2 separate regions of the Mus musculus genome follow, and region 1 is linked to region 2. A link is a contact called in public promoter capture Hi-C data. All regions are on one chromosome and are shown on one strand. The core of a region is the stretch at or near the end of the contact, and the rest is flanking DNA. Distances in the headings are between cores, read along the strand shown.

Evidence for each region. Promoter capture Hi-C pulls out the DNA fragments that hold promoters and counts their contacts.
Region 1: a contact with region 2 is called in a promoter capture Hi-C map of embryonic stem cells, with 2.7 times the contacts expected there. The contact joins the promoter of 1110008P14Rik here to the promoter of Dolk in region 2.

The regions. Positions count from the first base shown.
Region 1 is chr2:32,379,608-32,383,507 of GRCm38.p6, forward strand. 1110008P14Rik (RIKEN cDNA 1110008P14 gene) reads right to left here and starts at 2,308. Exons shown (of 2, transcript NM_198001.2): 1 at 2,085-2,308. The coding sequence starts at 2,163.
Region 2 is chr2:30,283,843-30,287,758 of GRCm38.p6, forward strand. Dolk (dolichol kinase) reads right to left here and starts at 2,512. Exons shown (of 1, transcript NM_177648.3): 1 at 387-2,512. The coding sequence starts at 2,189. The coding sequence ends at 585. It overlaps Nup188 (nucleoporin 188), which reads left to right and starts at 2,574. Exons shown (of 44, transcript NM_198304.3): 1 at 2,574-2,628. The coding sequence starts at 2,597.

The sequences.
Region 1 (3,900 bases), core at 1,058-3,557, 2.1 Mb after region 2:
CCCTCACATCAGCATTGTCCGCCTCAGGCCCTTTGAATAGACCAATGGCCCTGCCTGGGAGGCACTGGGTGGCACTCGTGTCCTTCCCTCTGGGATGAACACCACTTATTTCAATTTAGCTATCACCAAGGGGAGCCTCCCCTGTCGGCACTGCATCAGGCCTCTCTCCTGGTTCTCCATCCTCTCCCTCTCCTCAGCTCTCCTTCAGGAATCACTGCTGTGGTCATTCGGGTGCTGGTCTGTGCTCGCCCCATACTCACACTCAACTATAAAGCTGTGGGAGAGGTGACAGGTCTTGTGTTCTCTGCTGTCTCCCCAGCGCCCTCGATGACACAAATAAGTACTTACTGAATGAATGAGTGAAAGCATGAATGAATGAAGCTCTGGCTTTCCAGTCCCTGCTTTTGCTCCACTGTCAACACCTAGAGTTCATCGGCCCCAACAACCCTTCAAGGACCGGCTCAGAATACCTCCTCCTCCAAGAAGTCTTCCCCGGTCTCCTTCCTCTACAGCTTCTTTGACCTGCCTCTTGGCAATGCTGTGTCCCCTTAGGACCCAAGGTCTGGGTCCATGCCCACTGCGGGACTCACTTCCGAGCCAGCCCATGACTCAGAAACACTCAGCTGCCAACTTGGGAACAAAGGGAAGTAGTTGGTGGATTTAAGGAAGAGGTCCAGGGAAGGCGACTGGGGCATGAGTGTAAATGTGCTGCCTCTTGGCAATGGTTCTCATGACCCCGAAAGGGTGTCCTTCACAGAGGCTAGAGCCTCTGAAGGCTGCTAGATCTTAAAGTCCATCTTCATGGCATTTGGTGACAGAGCCAAAACTCAGACTTGGAGGTCACAGATCTGAGTGCCAGATCTGCTCTAGCCCAGCCACTCCTTAGAATGGGGTAGGAGACTCTGAGGGTTCCAGCACACTGAGAGCTCAGTCGGGGTCTGGCCACGGCAGGTACTTAGTGGACTTAGTGATTCATCCTTGCATGCCGTGGGAGGCTAGCAGAAGGGCCAGGAGAGGTCTGCAGGTTCCACCTATGTCCAGGGTACTTCCTAGCTAATGTCCTGGGACAGCCTCCTCCCCACCATCTCAGTGTCACTCAGAGTTACGCCACCTCCTCACTAAATTCCCTTATGTTCACCATGGCTGCCAGCAGTCACTGTTCCCCAACACTAGTGTCCCACCGCCTACCTCCAGGTGGATGGCAACCTTTATTAAAGAGCAGAACCCAGGTGCTGAAAATATTCTGAGTCTGTTGTGACAATGGCTATGCTGTGAATATATGAAACTGCAGAACTGTACATTTTAAATGGTACAACCTACAGTGTGACCTACAGCTTAATAAAGTTTTTATAACAAAGCAAAAGCATACCCCATCCTTATTGCACAGTAAAGTCCTGCCTGCCCTCTAGGTAAGGCACCACACCAGACTTGACTACACTCAGACAAAACAAAACAAAAACAAAAACCCGCTTTCAGAAGGAAATTGTACTCTGGAGTCTCACCATTTCTATCCCATTTCCCCTTAAATCCCACTACACCTCAATACAGAAGACACCAATGTGCCCAATATTGCTGATGGGAAAACTGAGGTTCCCAAACGTGCAAAAACAGTATGTGGGCTGATGAGTCCCCTGAGGTCCTTCTGCAGTGCTGTGCACCCAAACACAGTACTCAATAAGCAGGTCACACCAGCAAAACCAGGTGGCTGGGGTGCTGACTCAGCATAGTGGGGCGCCCACCCGGCCAACACCTCCTGCAGAGCCATGCAGGACCCGCCCCCTCTTCAGCGAGGAAAGTGTCTGAAGCAAATCCCAAACCCACAAGCGTCTCTGAAGCTGCCTCAGTTTCCCTATGCGACAGCAGGGCTGGTTAGCGATAGTTCTCCAGCACTGCAGCGCTCCGTTCGCTATTGCTCGCCATCGCCTCCGAGGTGGCTGTGGGGACAACTCCAGAGCCACTCAGGCAGAGTGAGACATCTCCTTAGTCCCTCCCACGCCCCACATCCCCGCCCGATTCCAGACCCTCGGACAGTACTCCCGGCAATGCAAAGGTCGCCTCAGCAACACCAACCCACCCCAGGTCACCTGCTTCCCCGAAGCTGTCATTCTCTCCTTCCGTGCCCGCATCCACCGGCATGCCTAGGTCCCCGTTGGGGCCCGACATTGCGGGCTCGGGCGCCGCAGAGGCCACGCGAAGATGGAACTTGGCGATCGTCGCGCGGAAAGCCGGCGCTGGGCGGAAGGTGCGAGCAGCTGGTTGAGCACCGGGCCGGAAGCGTGGAACGCAGCGGCGCACCGGGGCCCGCCCTGAGCCCCGCCCAAAGCCCAGCCCGTAGGCCCCCGCGCAACCACGCCCTTAAGCTCCGCCCCCTCCTTGCTTGGGCGCTCTATCGCGCTCACAAACATGGCTCCGCCCCGTCCCCTCTCGGGCTCCTCCTCCTCTCGCTTCCGAGCCCCGCCCCTCTCCCGGCCGCAGTGACCCGCTGTCAGCGGAGCAAGGTCGGGCAGTGGAGACCCTGGCCCGCTAGTGCTTGGGATGTGTTTGAGGCTCCATCCTGCTGCTTCCGCCCCTCTACGCGTTCGGAATCAGCACCTCTCCTCCCCAGTCACCAGGAATCAGCCTTCTTCCCATCTCCCCTTGATGCAGCCGAGATGATCCACAACCCCTGTCCTATCTTAGCCAATCTTGGCCTCATCTCTTCTCTTAGGACTCTCAACGGCTACACTTTTCGGGTGAGACCAGATTCCAGCCCAGGACAGTAGATGTGAAGCCAATCGGTTTGATTCACGCCAATAAATATGACATGGGCTGGAAAAGGAATGGGAAGTGTGTGTCAGGTTCCCAGTACAGAAAAGGAAGGCTTAGTGTACTTTGCTGTAGGTGCTCCTGGGGGCCGTGGAAGGTGGCGCTCCATCATGGAAGGCTTCATGATACAGACCTCCAGTGGTCACATCCCCTGACTCCATGCCCACTGGGAGGGGAAAAGAAACCTGTACAGAGTCAACATCCAATTGTGGATTGAACCCAGAGGAGCAATCCGGGATCCAGCTCTGTGTCAGGGTGGTGTCTCAGGAACTCTCAGAGACCACCATGGCATCATGGCACAGTGACTATTCCAGAGTGCAGCCTGGTCTCAGCATACAGGCTTTAGTAAAGCTGGGTGAGGAAAAGAGGATTCTTCCTCAAATCCCAGAAGGAGCACAGCCCTGTGGACACCATGAAACTACTGCAAGCGTGGGCATCTGGAACTGGAAGAGAGTACACGTGAGCTTCTGCAACTGGTATATGCTGCAACTTGTTACAGTGCCAGTGGGAAGCTCATGTCTGCATTAGCCAGGAAGAGGGAAGAAAGCCCTGTCTGTGCCAGGAGAGTTTGAAGAGCTCAACAGCAGCAAGAGGCTATGGGAAGCTGACTTCCTTGGTCCAACAGAAGAAACTGGATCTAGGCTAGAAAGATAGCTCAGCAATTAAGAGCACACAGTGCGCTGAGACCCAGTTCAATTTCCAGCATCCACATCAGCAGTTCATCCTCACCTGTAGTACCGGTTCCGGGAAAATCCATTTGTCTCTGGCCTCCTCAGGCACTTAACATATGTGCGTATACTTATATGCAGACAGACAGGGAAAAAAACAATAAATAAATAAGCAAAACTGGAAAGTTGGCTCGGCAGTTAGGAGCGCTGTTCTAAAGGATCTGGGTTCAATTCCCAGCACCCATATGGTGGCTCATAACTGTGTGTTGCTTCAGTTCCAAGTGATCTAACTCTTTCTCCTGGCCTCTATAAGAACTGCATATACATGGTTTGCACACATACAAAGGAAGGCAAAACATCCATATAAATAAAAATAAATAAATAGGAATCAGGGGGTTGTGGCACACAGCATTTGGGTAGCAGAGTC
Region 2 (3,916 bases), core at 1,262-3,761:
CAGATAGAACAATTGAGGCTTAGACTCTTTTTTGAGACAGGGTTTCTCTGTGTAGCCCTGGCTATCCTGGAACTCACTCTGTAGACCAGGCTGTCCTCAAACTCAGAAATCTTCCTGCCTCTGCCTCCCAAGTGCTGGGATTAAAGGCGTGCACCACCACTGCCAGATGAGGCTTAGACTTTCTTAAGGCCACACAGTTAATCTGTATGGCCAAGGATTCTAACCAGATTTGTCTGACATGAACACCTAAGCATTATGCTTTCTGTTGATGCCTGCAGGGTGTACTCTAGCCATGCTCTACCCAGATTTTAAAATGGGGGCTCTGCAGCATATTCAAGTTCCTTGAATTGGTGTATGCCTTTAAGCCTTTTTTTTTTTTTTTTTTTGTATTTTAAATATCAGCAAAAATAAAACCAGGAGAGCTTTGCTTCTTTATTTTAAGTCTGAAACAACTTTCTGGCTTCATCTTCCTGGATGAAGCAAAATCTGCTTTCCATCTCTTGATTCTTGGTGTCCAGGTGGCTAGCTGCTGTGGGGACCATTCATTCTATTTCCCTGTTTCCCCATCACAGCTGCTACTGGTACTAGGCCATCAGCAATATCAGTAGGTAGAGAGGCAACAGGAGATTGTCTATCTGAGTAGTGTACGCTTCCAGAAGGGATACAGTGCTGATGGACCCCAAAATCCAGGCATAACTGTAGTTCAGGTCTACTCCACTGTCAAAGATTAAGATTAGAGCTACAGAGATGATTTGTGCAAATATAGATGTCATAGTCCCCTCGAAGGTTTTCTTAGTTCCAGGCCAGCGGATCTCTCCCATGGTGCTGCCAAATATGGAGGCCACAGTATCACCCACACCCACAGCCAAGACCCCAGCATAGGGGACCAGGGCTCTTGCTCCTTCCAGGCTGTCCTTCTGTGTACAGGGTCTGGGGATCAGCCAAATAGGAAGAGACATGCCCAGAAGCAGGTAGATGTGTGTTAGGATAAGGGGTCCACTGTCTCGTTCATCCAGGAAGAGGGACAGAAGGCTTCGCAGAGTGTGACCCAAGGGCTTTATTCGGAAATAGCGCACATACTCCAGGAAGATGAAGACTGCCAGGCACACAGTGGCGGCCACATACAGCAGTGGCCGGTCAAAGATGATGCCCGGGATATAAGTGGCTACCACAATGAAGTGGAAATACTTTCTTGTAATGGTAGGCGCCCTGTGCTTCTTGGACTCAGAAGACGACCGCTTAGCATTCTGGTACAGCACCACCAGGCAGGCCACAGAGGCCAGCAAAGACCAATAGGCAAGGAGGTAGATGCGAGTTTCAGTGTAGAAGAGGAACTGAAGAAGCCAAAGCAGGGGGTTCCTACGAATGAGCCAGTGCAGCCAGGGCAGAACCACACCAAGGCCCAGCACACAGGTCATGAGGTGGAAGAAGATGGAAGAGGCCCAGGTGCCTGAATCCATGAAGACAAAGAGGGTGCTGAAAAAGACACCCATGAGCACCATCCCTACCACCACCACCAACAGGAAGAAGTCCACTGGGTCCCCCTGGCTTTCAGTCAGAGAGCGCTTGATGAGTTGGTTAAGGACGAAGCTAATGCCACCCAATACCAGCAGTGCCTCCCCAGGAGTGAAGCATCGGGGCAGCAGGTACAGCAGGATCATGTTGAGATAAACAAATATTAGCAGGACTTCCAGGACCTCGATCACCTCGCCTACACTGAGCGAGTGCCTCATAATATAAATGATAACGCCTCCAGCCAAACCAGAGATGGCACAAGTATTGGTGGGCACCGGGCGAGTAATGCCCAGTGCCAACACGGAGGAGAAGAGGGCCACTGCCATGCCAGTAGCTGCAACCACAATGCCGAAGCGCTCGAAGTATGGGTTCCCTGCAGTCTGGCAGCGCTCCTTCATGACTAGCCCAAGCAAAGGCATGACCATGGAGGCCGGCAGTAAGCCGCTGTTCGCGGACATCCGGAACTGGAAAACGGCATTGCCCTGCTGGAGCAGCCGGTCCCACTTGTACTGGACGTAGAAGGCCTGCACCGCGAGGGCCACCGCGCACCAGGAGTATCGGTCCCACACTGCAGCGTGGATGCTCAACACCACGGCGAACACCACTGCAGCCTCCGCCAGCACCGACCCGCTCAGCGCAGCCCCAGACTCCTGGGGAGGGCACTGTCGGGTCATGTCTCTAGGTCTGGCGCTCTTGGGAGAAGAAGTTTGGTGACTAGGGACGCCTTGGCCTCTGGGGCCCTCAACCCGCCAAGCAGAGGGGCAGCAATTTCACCCAGCCAGCAACCTTCTCCAGCTTCCAAAAGGGTGTTCCACCACGGGCCACTCTGAGGCCTGGGAGCCGGCGCCCAGTCACCCGCCTCCGCTGTCAACCTACGGTGTAGCAGATGTTTGCCCTCTTCACCGCTCACAGTCTCCACCGCCTCCACCGCGGACTCCCCTCGCACCAGGGCAGCGCCATCTTGACAGCCCCATCTTGACCACGCCCACCATCACGTGGCGGAAGCCCACGCCCCCAGGCTGGAGGATCCCAGTCACGTGGGTACGGCGCATGGGGGCGGGGCTGGGCCGCGCGCGCGAAGATGGCGGCTGCCGCTGGTGGGCCGTGTGTGAGGTGCGGAGTGGGGCGCGGCAGGGGGTGGCCGTGAAGCGCGGGCTGGGAGCTGGGCGGGAGTTGGGACCGGGGCTCAGCCGCAGTGGCAGAGACGAGCCCCGGCTGGGTGGACGGACACTTGCCGGGGAGGCGGTTAGGTCCAAACCGTTCCCGCTCGCGGGGCTGAGGACACTTTTGGAGCGGGCCTGCCGCTCTCCCTTCTCTCTCCGTGGTCCCTGAGCCTCCGGTAGTCCCCATACACCCACGCTTGCTCCACCACGTTGCCTGTAGGCACTGCGGGACATTTCGGGGTCGCCTGGAAGACCCACCCCACTGCGATCCCTTCCTTGCTGTCCCTGCGCCCTGCTCCCCCTCGGGTGTGCCTTGCCCACGCCGCGATTTCTTCCCGCGGGCATCCTTAGTTCCCGCCTTCTTTTATTTTTGGCTAATGCCGATATTGATGCAATCAGCAGGCATGCCTTCATCTTCCATGCGATTCCGGGTTTTGTGCCAGGCTTCGGACACAAGATGAATTACCCCGAAACAAATATACAGTTCTCACTTAAAAGAGTGCTTTTGTTTGTTTGTTTGTTTGTTTGTTTCTTTTTTGAGGTAAGGTCTCTTGCCTCTCGGGCAGGCCTTGAACTCCTTGTTGTCTTGCCTTTGCCTTCTTGGTGCGGAAATTACAGACATGAATTTCGAGCCCTGCTTGCCTTTAAAGAGCGCTTACTAGCGCCAGACCCTGGGAAAGTGCCGTGCAGGCCTTACCTCATTCATTTCTCACGACTAGGAGAGGCGCCTCCTGTTCCACAGGACTCAGAAGTCCAGTTCATACATAGGCAGTCCCCCCTTGTCAGCCCTCGAGATAATCCCCGTGAGCCTTCAGATGGAAGGCTCTAAAGCCTTAACCAGACCTCTGTATGTATCCACATTATAGATCAGAAAGGGTCTTCACTGCCCTTCCTCCCCTTAAATGTAAACATTCCCTGTCAGTCACCTGGAATTGACTCTGCCAGTTTTATTTGGTCTTGTTTCCTGTGGAAACCTGAAACGCCCAGACAGACATGTAATTATCACACACATTGCTGATCTTTCTCTCCATTAGCCTCTTCACCTTCCAGGGGTAACATTTTCTTTGGAGTTTCCTGTGGATAAAGTGTGGTCCTTGCAAGGGCCGGTTTGTTTCATGCCAGACCTTGTATCCACAGCTATGGATAAATACTTGTATGAAAACTGTAAAAAAATGAATTTTTTCAAAAGGAAAGGAAAGTTTTGGCTTGCCAGCAGGCTTTGAGCTTTCTGTGGAACT